Regions from separate parts of the Anas platyrhynchos genome. Here region 1 is linked to region 2. A link is a contact called in public Hi-C data. All regions are on one chromosome and are shown on one strand. The core of a region is the stretch at or near the end of the contact, and the rest is flanking DNA. Distances in the headings are between cores, read along the strand shown. Region 1 has its middle 22 kb from the start of WASF3. Region 2 overlaps WASF3 (WASP family member 3).

Evidence for each region. Hi-C and Micro-C count contacts between places; a contact is called where the count stands out from the background.
Region 1: a Hi-C map of liver shows a contact between it and region 2, with 1.6 times the contacts expected there. The contact joins two enhancer-like sites. A contact is called at or near these places in 3 of 8 Hi-C or Micro-C datasets (F1 follicle, liver and skeletal muscle).

Annotation. Positions count from the first base shown.
Region 1 is chr1:186,128,665-186,135,437 of IASCAAS_PekinDuck_T2T, reverse strand. No RefSeq gene overlaps it. Among named protein-coding and RNA genes, the nearest start is that of WASF3, 22 kb to the right of the region's middle. Within about 2 kb of position 2,692, at least 4 of the 8 cell types and tissues checked have an H3K27ac peak or open chromatin away from gene starts, as enhancers often do.
Region 2 is chr1:186,041,184-186,048,001 of IASCAAS_PekinDuck_T2T, reverse strand. WASF3 (WASP family member 3) reads left to right here. Exons shown (of 11, transcript XM_027469517.3): 11 at 423-3,050. The coding sequence ends at 580. Among named protein-coding and RNA genes, the nearest start is that of GPR12, 32 kb to the right of the region's middle. Within about 2 kb of position 5,376, at least 1 of the 8 cell types and tissues checked has an H3K27ac peak or open chromatin away from gene starts, as enhancers often do.

The DNA of each region.
Region 1 (6,773 bases), core at 1,443-3,942, 90 kb before region 2:
ACGCAGATATAAGAAATCTGAAATCCAGCATGCATGGACTTTTGCATTGATCTTATTAGATAAAGAATAATTTTCACAGATGTTTTTCACCCAAAGATATTGCATTTCTTTTCACAAAAATACCTTCTTTTTAATTTCCAGGTGAATATCCATTGAGACTCTCTCTTTTCTGCCAAAAAAATAAAAAATATGGTAGTTGACAAACTTCTACCCAGAAACAAAAGGGAATGTGAAGTCAATACTTTTTCACCAAGCTGCAGTGTTCAGATCGAATTCCCCTCTCCAGCTGTGCCCTTGGCCCAGTTAAGGAATGATGGGAGCTGCTCAATAGTCTGTCGGCTGGACTGGGGCTCCAGTGACCCAGGACTTCATCTCATGTCCATGAGGAAACAGTTAGCACAACACTTGCTTGATAACCATGGAGTTCACAGGGGCTTAAATCCATCCCCACCTTGTCTGCCACGGCCAAGCCTGGTCCAGGTTCTCCTTTACTGGCATGATCAGACTTCATTGATCAGATGTTAGGGCTATTGTTAAGGAAGAACAAAACGTAGCTCCTTCTGGGAGTGAAGCAGTGTTTGGCCAAGTTTTGAAATGTGATGTGTTTTTTTTTTGGTTGCTTGAAAACCCCACCCTAAAATACAGAGGAGAATGCTGGGACAAATGTTCTCAGTATCCATGGAAAGCCTCATGAAGATGATCAGAAGAATCACTTCAAAAGCTCATTTGGGATACAAATCAAAACAGTAATGTAGAAAATAAATGTCCACTTTAAGAGGAGTAAAGCTGTCCACAAGAGCCAGAGACTGCCTTGACCGTAAGGGCAGAACAGGCAGGTTGCTCACAGACAGATCCTTGTAGGGAACACCCAAATGTCCCCTTGTTTAGCTGTGTCATAGCACGCACCTGAGCCCAGCTGTGTTTTCAACTCAACCCACAACTTTCACACGGAATACACTGAACAAGTCTGGCTATGTCTGCACTGATGCAAGACCAGAACCAAAGACAGTCTCCAAACCCTCTGAATACACCATGGAGGGCCTGTGCAAGGTCACTGGAGTCCTTCCAGATGAGCTGAGACCTCTGGGATATTTTTCGTTTTCCCTGTGCTCCTCATTTTCCCCTGGGAGAGGACATTGTTCTAAATGAAGCTGTTTGAGCCTTTCACAGCCCAAAACTGTGGCTGTGATCTGTACAATAACCCCCCTTGTCTCCCATAGATAGTGCCAGCTTCTCTTATTGTTGTCTGCATGGAGACAGTCATAAAGGTGCAAATTTCTCTGTGTCCTGAGGGAAACACAGGCCAGTCACGAGGGTACCACCATTTTGAGGAGGAGGCCACAGGTTTCACAGTGACTGAACAACAGCCATGTCAGGCTCTTGTTCAGCTGTAACAGCAGCTGTCTGACAACCAAGTGACCATCCCCAGCTCTGTTTGAGCTTTAGCTTCACTTTGTGCAAATGGGTACCACGTCCTACATGTGAGATACTCCCACCACTAACAGAGGAATACCAAGTGCTGCGTGAACTCCCCCTGACCCCAGATGCTGCTGCTTTGCTGCACAGCTATTTCACTCTGTGTTTGTGCAGGGTGTTTGTCTCCGTAGCAAATGCAATGCAGAGTTGGCCCCTAAAAGGCAGTTTAGGTCAGTGATAGAAAAGTTTGTGTTTAAATGTTCTTGCAGACAAAGGCAAACCAAGAAGACTCCCTGGAGTCCATTAATTAACAGCATTATGTCATCTATGAAAGTGCAGTAGATCAACACTGTGCAAGTTTTCTCTCACCGTTAGAGTGTCAGAGCACTGTGGTTTTGCTTTGGATAAAGAAAAATGTCTTTCTAGGGTTGCTGTCTGTTAATAAGGGCTCTGCTAGCACACAAAATTGGGCGAGCTAATTATTCATGCCTTTTGTTTGAAAGTTTATGTAACGAGCAAGTCAGAGTTTCTTTTCAGAGCGTTTCAATGGTATCTCTTCAAGAGGTCAGGGGAGGAAACTTGAGATAATAGAGCAAAAACAAATCAGATTCTGCTGCTTTCAAGTGCATCCAGGGGTTACAGTAGCTTGAGTGTGATTTGGAAACTGAAGGCTTTCTCAGTGGCCTGAAACTGGTGTAGTGAAAGAGGCAAAGATACAGGAGGGAGCTTGTGAATAGAAACAATAGGTGCTGCAGTGGCAGCTGATAATATCTTTGCAGAATTAGGACCTGATTCTTCCTGGCGCTCGAAGCTGGGTTGTGCTGCAGAAGCTGTTTTATGTATTTATTCACCTAGGGTTACAGCCTTGCTGATGAACAGTCTTTCCCTCTAGCTGCATCAAGGCGTATAATACACCACGTAGCCCATGTAGCTTCTTTCTTTTTCTAGCATAGGAGTAAACATATGAATGCTTTTAAACTGTGGATGTAATGTTCAGACTAAGAGCGGGGAGGGAATTTCACAGCCATTAGCTGACCTATGGAAATCAAAGTAGTGAAACTTACACAGGCACTCAAAGCCTGCAATTTTCTGAGCTGCATGTTATCTGAGGAAATCCATACACATTTACTGTGGAGGTGTCAGTCAGGAAACTCATTGTGTCTTTGAAAACCAACCTTTTCAAAACATGACTGTTTCTCTCTGATGACTGTGCAGAGAACTGGGGCACAGTTGTGTGGTACAACTGAGCTGCTGCGATACCTCGCCGCCACTGCAACAACTCCCTGCTCCACTTCTGCCTCTTCCCCACTGCCCTGTCCTCCACAAGGGTCGTTGTCTCCATCCTTCCCTGCAGGCTCGTCTGTCCCCTTTTAGAGTCAGTTCAACCCACTGGGGCAGCAGAAAAACATCCACTGCTTGCTTAGCCTGCGAAGACTGACTTCAGAGACTGGAGAACAGGGGGAGCTGGGCCCTGCATGCCTGACCCATTTCCTACTGTCATGTTCAGCCCAAGTGACCTAGAGATTTCACCCTGAGGTGTTAGCCAAAGCTGGCCCATGTTTATTCGACTGGGTTATTTTTCCTCCATGGTAATGCTTTCCAGCCACAGCCCATTGATAGTATTTGGTCTGCTTCATGCTATCAGAGATAAACAAGACCTTCAGAAGCTCTGCTCGGCTGGTTGTGACATTGGCTGGAAGGGAGGAGAAATAAAATAAGACAATATTTAAGTGGATATATGAGTTCCAAACATTCAGTAATTCACATGAGCTTCACAACATATTTTTTTCTGTGATCAATTACAGGTGAAGTACATAACAGCAATGTGTTATGTTACCTTGACCAGAGACCAGAGAAGAAATGGTCCGTAGGTATTTAACTAGTTTTCATCTCCAGCCTAAAACCTAGATGCTCAGCATTTGCCTTTGCATCTCTGTCTTCATTTCTAAGGTCTATAAAGCAGATCTGTGCAGGGGAAGAGGTTTTCTCTTTCTGTATGGAAAGGGATGACACCTGGATGGTGGGATGGTACTCAAGGCCTTCAGCCATTGCTACTAGGAGTGGCAAAGATAGGTAGGTACAAGAGCAAATAGAGACACATTGTGTTGTAGGGCTGAGATTAAAAACTGTATTTATGCTTTGCTGGTAACTTAATTTGCAACCTTCTAACAAAAACCTGACCTTTATCTTGCTGGGTAAGTGTTGCTTTGTCCTACCTGCAGTGTCTGTGTTGACTTTTGAGGAGGGCTCAGATGAGGCTGGCAAGGCGAGGCAGAGGTGCTAATCTGCAGGAATCACAAAGATTTGATAAAGTCGATGGCAGTTGTTAGGGAGCCTTTACCCGGAGAGACTGACTGGATCCCAAAACATCTGCTAAGAACTATTCTTAGGTCTGCTATCTCTTAATGCTGAGTGCTCATGGAAAACTGTCCTTTTCAGGCAGAAGTAAGTCTCTTTCCCAGCCTCTTTTCTCCTCCTAGGAATAAGCAGCTGCAATGTCTCCTATCATTAGCAGCAAACCTGAAGTATCACGGTCTAATCACATCACCCCGTGCTCTGAGTCATGCTCCCACAAGACAGGAGCCTTGTGAAGCAAAGTCTTCTGAAACCTATCTAAAGTGCAGCCTGACTTCAGAAATTTGCATGATCTGAGTGTCAGGCTGTGTTTCCCTGATACCTATTGTTTCATCTGAGAGCTACAATCTCTATTCAGGTGGGAGGTGGAAATCCCTGCTCGCTGGTCACCAGAAGGAGACCAGCATGTAGCCAGCCACACAAAGAGGAAGGTGAGGAGAGGGATAATTCTGGAACCATTTGATTATGCTTTTGGTTCATGCAGGTTTTGTGATGCCTGCTGCATTTCCTTGCTGCTGTAAAGCTCTTTCCTAACGGAGGAAGGATTGGCAATAGCCAGAACATAAAGCCTGCAAAAACAGACCTTGCTGCCCACAGATGCCTGATACATGTTGGGCAGCATGTGCCACAAAGCCACAAAAAATACAGACACCGTCTCCTGAAGAAACCAAAACAAATGTTCTATTCTGGGATATGCTAGAAGTACAATGAAGCATATTGCATTTATTAAATGACTTTGAGATGTAAATATGAATAATAAAAAGGAAAAAAATCACACAGAGAAAGCTTATTACTTCTGTTATATTGCAATGAGTTAGGACATGGGTAACACTTTGCTAGATTTACTCTTGACCAGTCATACAAAAATTACTGACAGAGGCTATTGCTTTCTTTAAGAAGAAATTGTAAAGCAGAACAAGCATTTTCTGCTACGAGATTTTTAAAGAAATCTTGCAAATCACAGTCTTGTACTGGCTTCTCTCCTTTGTGCTCTTGAATTTCTCAGTCTGGCAGAACAAGATGACAATGCATTTTGAAAAACAGTTTGAGCCAAAGAATTGCACTGAAAACACAACTTTTTTCCAAATCTAACTATCTAATATGCATTTTTATTTAAAACTACATACGATGATCTATCCGGATAAGCATTTGAATAATTTTGTATCAGTTAACTATGAGCTATCTTTAATTATATCATCTCTGTATTTAACAGTTAGTCATCAAATTAGCTTTATAACATCTTTCCAAACTTGTTCTTGAAAATTAAACACAAATTTACAAATGTCATATCCAGCAACCTGACTGCCAAGTCTAAGTTTATTCTACTTAAAGAAATTAGCAAATCACAAGTCTCTGTTGGCCTGCTGTTCAATTAAGTTGTGCTATTCAATGGTGTATATATATATATATATATATATATATATATATATATATATATATATATATATATATATATAAAGTAAATAATTCATACTTCTGTTTTACCAACTGAAGCAGATTCTACCATAGTGGCTTATCAGGAGCCCTGTTCCAGACTTAGAAAAAATGTTTATCAGATGAGCAAAGGTGGTGTCGGGGAGTACAGTCCAGTATCTACCAGTCCGGATCAGAGTTCTCCGTGAAGTCAGATGAGAGGTACCAGCTGCATGACCTCCTCTTTCCCCTGATACCAAAAGGAGAAGACAGACATGGGATAAAAGACAGTAGATTTGGGGTTACATTATAGAGTCTCTTTACAAACCCAGAGGATAAAATCATATTTTAGGGTAAAACACAGACTATTTAGAAAGGAAACAATATATTTTCATAGCACAAGAAAATGAGGCAGTGAATATTATTACTCTAGAGAAAAGGTATATCCTAGCTCGGGAAAAGAAGGAGCATGGAAGAGGAAAAACTAACTATTTGAGTGTAACACTCTTGTTGACATGTTGGGTACTGATGCAATCCAGAAGGACAGGAATAATCTGGGAGCCAAATACAATGTCACAGGTCCTGAACAATTGCCTATTGTCCGTGAATAACAACTTCGCAGCAGAGCTGAGTGCTCCCCCTTCCTCAGGAGGCCTTTCAGGACATAAAACAATGTTTCTGGATGGAGTCATTGATAGGAAAACTCAGCAAGACCAATATCACAAATCACAATAAATTAAAAGAACCCCACCCTTGTGTTTGGCAAATCAGCATCCCGTGTGGATTGGACCAATATCGTAATTAGAAGCAGACCTCAGCCTCTAGTCCCAAGAAACAGCAAACACGTCTGCTTTGAATCCTGCCTGCAAGGTTGTGTGCGGTGATCATCTTCGCATATCCCCATCCCTCCTTAGAGGGAAGAGGTGATGCATATTTGCCTGAGAAAGCAATAAAGTGCAAATCCTCCAGTGGAGAAATGGCCTGCTGTTGTGCGAGGGTACACTTCCCAAGCTCATTCGGTGCTGACACAGATTACATGCCCTCAGCTGAGCCTGAGACTGCTTTGGGTAAAGCCCATCCATTTAATCCAAATCATCTTCAGACAGTTTGATCAGGAAAAAGCTCTGAGATCTGGAATGGAAAAGTACATTTTGAAACAATAAATTACAGATCTCTGTTTTGCTTGCTAAAGCTATTTATATAGCCACTCGAAAGATGGCATACAACAGGTTTGAGTCACTGCTGAACAGCTGAATTATAAAATTACTAATCTCGGGTCTAATTGCACTGAGGGTTTATTATGTCAAATTTTATTAGACATGTGTGGCTTATTTGTTCCCTGATACAAACAAAAATGACTTTTCCTGGCACTACCCACCCCTACCTTGTGCTTACCGCCGCTAGGGACTTAAAAAATAACTGCAGTAATAAAATTTTAAATATTCTTACTGTAATCTCTTGCTTGAGGGGCTAATGCTGCTAAACACGGAAGGCTTTGTAAAGCATTGTGTGTAATGAAGGATGATCTACAAGGAAAGAATTGAAGTAACAATACCATTATCACAAATTGCAAACCTCTTCAGAGTCAT
Region 2 (6,818 bases), core at 4,127-6,626:
TCAGAACTGAGTTACCCAACACCAGGTTTCAGCCTCGTGATTTTTAGTCCATGACCAATGGCTGTTCCCCAGTTGGGTTATGCTACAGAGCTGTACTTCTTAATGGTTTTTCCAAACACTTGTGAAAAGTGACCTCTTCAGATCAAAAGGATATGTATTGGGTATAAAGGACATTCAGTCTTGAATATTTAATTTTAACATACTGTTGGCAATTTTTGAAATCTAGAAGCACTTAGGCTCTGAGAATGGATCCCAGTCTGCCTTTTTTTTTTGTCTTTGTCTATTCTTTGCTTGGGAAAACCCTCTAATTCAATGCTTGTTTTCTTTTTCTTCCTGAACATACTGCTAGAATACAAAACTCATCAATAATGATGTGAAATGAAAAGTCTGAAAGCTTAATTTCGGCATATTTGTCTCCACAGGAATTCAGCTGAAAAAGGTGCAAGAACAACGCGAGCAAGAAGCAAAGCGAGAGCCTGTGGGCAATGATGTGGCAACCATCCTTTCAAGACGCATCGCCGTGGAATACAGCGATTCTGACGACGATTCAGAATTTGATGAGAACGATTGGTCAGATTGAACCTGCTCTAAGCACACTGGCAAGTTCGTGAAATACTTGGCTTCAGTGGTTGCTTTCTTAGCACGACGTAAAGCAGGATGTTGACATGTATTAAGGCTAGTGATTGAAGTGCTAAAATTGAGTTGGTATTATTCAGAATGCTGTAGCTTAGCAACTCTGGTAATAATGTGATTATGCTTATGCAGATCAGAAACTTGTCTTACTTTCAGTATTTACCGCATAATACTTAAGTGCCACTAAATGTAGCAAATCATGTGCTGCGTGCAAAATACGCTGCAGTTGTTGCACTGTTACAGAACCAGCATTTTATTTTACTTTCCTGATCTTAAGGGATAAAATATATTTTTTTGACTTTGCATCTTACTCTTTTAATTATGTAAACAACTTGGGTACTTGTGAATTGGTCTGCTTGTTAGTCTTTGAGGCCAGTTAACCGTATGACTGGGTGAAGTGCTGAGTTCCATAAACACACAACTTTTAGCTCTTTATTAGATGCTAATTATGCCCATGTTAAAATGCAGCAGACAGTAACTAAATACCTACTTAGTCTATTTTTAAGCACATCTGGGCTTAGTATTTTGCATACGGATTTAATTTTATATAACTCAACCTTTTTTAATATTAAAAATGTAGCAGATGATGAAACGTGTGCTTTGAAGAAAGACTCCACGTGATCCAAAATTAACTCGTTATGAGCCGACTGGACAAATTTGTAACAGTAATAGCCCTAGGTTGCTGCCTGCTTGTTGGGTAGAATGCTGGGAAGCCTCAGGTGGGTAGTGAATGTGTGTCGGTATTACAAAAGAGGGTTAAAACACCTGCACAGCTTTTCAGTTTTATGATACAGATCAACTGGACACAAAAATTTCAGGATAGACCCAACTGAAGCCACGTGGTTGTTGCAGTGTAGAAATGTTGTGCTGTTACTGCTGAGGAATGGAACTCTGCCAGTCTACATCTAGCAATCAGATACATTTCACAAGTATTAAACTCGGTCCTTATGCTTGTAGGTACAAATATTTGTAAATAAGTTTTGTTGGTTGATTTGTGTATGTATAGTCATGACAGATTGTTTTTGGTTTCCTGTAGCACATTTACTCAAAACTACCATTAATTTGAATGTATTTCTTTCCTAGTACATCGCATTTATGTAACAGTTATTGGCAGATAAAGCAGTTTTAATGGCTGTTTAGGTACTGTGCTGTCTGTGTGCATTCTTTTTCTCTTTCCCCTGGAACAGTTGCTGACATAGTCTGCTTCGGCTGTTTCCTTTAAAAGTAAATCATATTTTTTTTCTCAGTACAATACAGTATTAAAATGTTTTTTTTTTCTTTTGGACTGGGAGTAGGGCTGCTGCTTTGCCTAATGAGGCTTTTAAAATGTATTAATAAGAAGAGAAAGTTATTTCATTAACAGATTAATTTTAATCTTTGTTACAGAAGTCAGCGTAATTCCAGGTCTAAACATTTGGTAAAACACCTTTGTTCTGCGAGGCCCTGTCTGTTCTTAAAAATTACAAAGAAAAAGAGTATATAAAAATGAAAACAAATAAAATGAAATGGAAGATGATTATCTAACCTCTGTTTACACAATTAACAGTTTTTAGTCCTGAGAATGTAACAGCCTAACATGATGTTTGCATGCAAGCTGCTGGATATTTCATTGCTGTTGAACCTGCATATATTTTTTTCAATTTGTGATGGTTGTTTATATGGTAGGGTGGCAACGTGCTGCCTCAATGTTGATGTTAAAGATTTATCTTATAAAGTACAACCGATCTCTGCATAATGCAGTCTGCAACTACAGTTCCTGTTAATCAGTGGCAGCTGAAGGTACTCATCTCAGTTTGCTAGATCAGTTCTCGTCTTTGCCTTAAATACAAAGCTGACTTTTTGCTTTATTTTGTGCACTGGAGTCTGAGGTCTGCGTGTCCACAGAGGCCGTAGCTTGATGATGGTTTCATTAATGCACGAGGGATGGTTCATCCTGATCATAACGACGCACTTGCATGGTGGCTTGCAAAATGGTTCTCCAGATGAGTCGGATCGAGGCGCGACTCAGACTGCAGTGTTACGCTGCTGTACAGGTGGGGAGAGCACTCAGTATTCTTTTACTATGCGTTGAAATATATCAGCAGAAAATTCTTTCCATTCTCCTGAAGTTTGATATGACAGAAGATTTATTTTATGAGCACAGAGGCTGGGTGTATCTGAAATTTTGTAATTTGTTGTTTTTAAATAATAAACGTTAAACAAGCAACCAGTTGTGACCGGTTAAGGTGGTGTAGATTTTTCAGTCTTAGTAGCCAACCTGTTTTTCTGAACCTGCTATGTTGTCATTTTCCTTTCAGTATTAATTAATAAAAATGTGAATTTAGTGATGTAAACTAACATTCTAGGCTCTTTTTATCAGTTTTATCATACTTTGGGTTGTGAATAAGTAACAGATATGAATAAAATCTCACTTTTGAGCCTGTCTTTCTTTCCTTAGATTACTAAGATTTTACCGTTAAACGTCATCCCTTTGTTGAATAACAGAAATGAAAATAGAACACTTCTAAATGCTGTCTGTGATCCCAGGAGCCACAGTTTTATTGGGACATAGGCCAGAGTCTGCGAATACAGACTTCATTAAGGCACTGCTGTGCCTAACTAATGTTTTTTTCCTAATTCACTTTTGTTTTCTTTTCAACCTGGATTCAAACTCTGAGTTACAGTTCTTGGCTGGTGTATACAGGTATTAATTTCCCTACAGATAGGTTAATTTTTTTTAGGGAAACATTAAGCAGCACCTTGGCTCTCAGAGAGAACAGGGCAGAACATACCAATGGTATTAATAAGCCCCTTTCCCCCCACCTTTTTTATAAGGAAGAGTCTTTGTAGATTAATGATACCAAGCACACTACTGTAAAATGCAAGGCCATGTTTGCCTCCTACAGAGCATTTGTAATTAAATTTTTTAATCGAGTTAAAACCTCACATGGTAACAGGATAAGCTTTTCTATCATGATGGGAAGAACTCACATAAAACTATTGAGTAACCTAGTAGCCTAACTGCAAGTTAAACAGATTATTTGTGCATTTTAAACTTGGTTGTTCCCTGGAAAAATGAATTCATTTTTACTCAGAACTGAAAATTCCGTCCTTCTAGTGCACATTTTTTTCTCTGATTTGAACTTAATTCAGGTAATTGAGAGCAGAGACACCAGTTCTAAATACAAACTGAATATATGGACTTGCAACTCTGATTCAAAGGCTCATTTAGTAAAGCCAGCTGATACCAGTATTTAAACACGGTAAATACTCATGTATCAGTTGGACTGATGATTGACATCACTCAGCTTACTGTTCTCTACAGCTTTTATGGCTCTTTTTGGATATTAAATATTATTTAATATTTTGAATGTTAAAGAGTATTTCCCTGCAGCTAACCTGACAGACCAGTTGGATTGTTGGTTTTTCAGATTTCTCAGAACCAAGATGAACTGAATGGAGATCTTTATTGTAAGAGAGGTGCATGCAGTTTCAGAACAAGCTCAAATCTGATCCAAGTTTGCGGTGTGTGAATTGATTCAGCAGGAAAGGAAGAGTCCTTGTTGGAAAATCTGTTTTTGGGATGTATTTTTCAGGTGCTGCCTCATCACGTGCTGGGCATTGTTTTTAAGACGAAAGAGGTGTTCCTTTCCACTTGACACAACACACCTAAAGAGTGCAGCGAATGTGTTACTTTAAAACATCAACGTACGCTGAAGGGGGTATAAACCTGCAGATAATGGAAATTCAATGCCAGTCTTGCGGCTGAGAGCCATGCAAAGATTCCTCTGAAAACTACACAGAGCTCCAACCTGGTGGGGTCAACTCTGGGGAAAGTTTCTTGCCCTTTGGAGGGCAGCCGGGCTGCCTTGTTAATTCTGAGCGAGTTTGAGGGGTTTCTGCTACAAGTACTTAGGGATGTGCACACACACACGTGTACAAGGAGCTTCTGCAGCATCTTGATGCAGCTTTGTGTTCAGGTACTGAAGCATTATCAATGTGCCTGGCGATGTACGGGGATGGAAATAAATGATCCCTGCTGGAAGCCCTCAGGCCCTGGCATCAGCCACAAAAGAACGAGCAGAGCTTTGGGCAGGTTGTTCAATGAGGACTTGAAAGGAAGTGTGGGGACTTAGAAGGACTTGCTGTAGGTTTCCAGTCAAACATCTTTCTTTCAAGAGGGGAATAGAAAGAAGGGGAACACTGGAAAGAAAAATGTTAAGTGCAGGACAGGGAGAAGGAATTTTGTATTTGCCTTCTTTAGCTGGAGGCAGTGATTGCTCACGCGCTATCCAATATCTTCACATCTCTCTGGAGCTGTGAGTTCTTGTCCGGGTGATGCGGGTGCATGCTTGTACGTGGGGGAAGCAGTCTCAGATGTTTGTGCCGGGCTGGTGTTTTTTTTCAGTGCCGTAAGAAAACAAGTAGCCTTTAAGACTCTTAGCTAAATATAGTAGTCTCTGGAGATTAATCCTTAATGTCGCAGATAAATAAAGAAGTTCTTATCTGATTAGCTGGAGCAGGAGGGACTCGTGCTCTGCGCTCCTGGGGAGGCCACATGCAAAGTACTCCAGGGATTAGGGCTGAGGGCAGCCGCTCCTTAGAGGTCTGAGCAGCTTGGTGTCCTCTGCGTGGTGTGACAGTGCTGCTGAGTGCCTCGGAGGGACACACAGCTGCCGTCCCGCTCAGCGCTCACTCACACCAACGTGATGCAGGGGAAGGGAAGGAAATGAGGGTTGGGAATCTGGCGAACCTACCCTAAAGCAATAATCCTGGGCTGTCCGTCCCAAGTGTCTGTGAGAGCAGCTCTAGGAAGCAGGAGTCCCACAGTGTGTGCTGAGGGATGTGGCAGAGCTCACCTCGCTAGCTTTCCTCCAGTTCTCATGGAAGCTGTGATGCCTCGCAATGGCAGCCAACTGATTCATTCTTCATTCATTTTTCAGGGTAATTCTGCTGCTAATGCTTTGTTTCTGTAGTAAATTTTCTAGTAAAAACTTCCTAGTCCCTTATCAGTTACCTTTCTCTGACTTGAGTTGCCTGCAGCTCTTGCTTTTCACCCTTAAATTGGATGCAGTCGCCAACCCTTGCAGCATTACCTTTTGCTTTTCTGAAGTTACTAGTCCACTGCTGATTTTCGCCAGCAGCCTGTCCCTCTGCACCATTCTCTTTTCTTCCTTCTGGTGTTTTGTTTTCCTTCCAAATTTAGCGTACTTCCTAAAACTTTTTCTTAGGCTGGTTTCAAGCAGCAGCCTAAACCGCTTCTGATTTCCATTATGCTGTGGATGTTGCTTCTGCATTTGGGCAAGAAGAATTTTCTTCTGTGTGTTTCATGTTCTTCAAAGGGCAGCCAAAGGGAGGTGGTTGCACACCGATGGGCAGCAGAACCCCACCACAGCCCGTCTCTCCTTGCCCCTCAAAAGAAGAGGGAGAGAAAATATGTTGGAAAAGGGCTCAAGGGCCAAGATAAGGACAAGGAGATTGCTCACCACTTACTGTCATGGGCAAAACACTCAGTGTAAAGGAGCTGCAGCGTGGAGATCTGCTCCATGTGGGACCCATGGGCTGCAGGGGGACAGCCTGCTCCACCAGGGGCCTCTCCACAGGCCGCAGGGGAACTGCTGCTGCCTGCCTGGAGCACCTCCTGCCCTCCTGCTGCACTCACCTGGGGGCTGCAGGGCTGCTGCTCTCTCAGCTCTCACCCCTCTCTCCCAGCTGCCGTAGCTCACCAGATTTTTCCCCCCTTTCTCAATCTGCTCTCCCAGAGGTGCAAACATTGTTCATGGCTCGGCTCTGACGCGGGGCAGTTTCTGGATTCTTCTCACAGAGGCCACCCCTGCAGCCCCCACTACCAAAACCTCGCCACATAAACCCAATACACATGTGAAGTGCTATGCTTCGGTTTCTAATTTGAAATACTGACATACACTCAGCTTTCCATTATTTATAAATGTCAGTGGTTCCTGGGAGCATTTGGAGTTTACTCAAAATCTATGGCTCCTGCTGGTTGCCTCATTGCTTCTCTCGGTGATGGATCGCTGGCTTCCTTCCACTGTTGAAAATCACCACTGTGACATATCACAAACCTTTTTTTTACAAAGATACCCAAGATCGCCTTCTTTGTACCCACCTAACTTACATAAGACAAATTCTTATCTGAAAAATAAAGTTGTATTTTATCTCATCCTCCGTATTCTCTTCAAAACCCC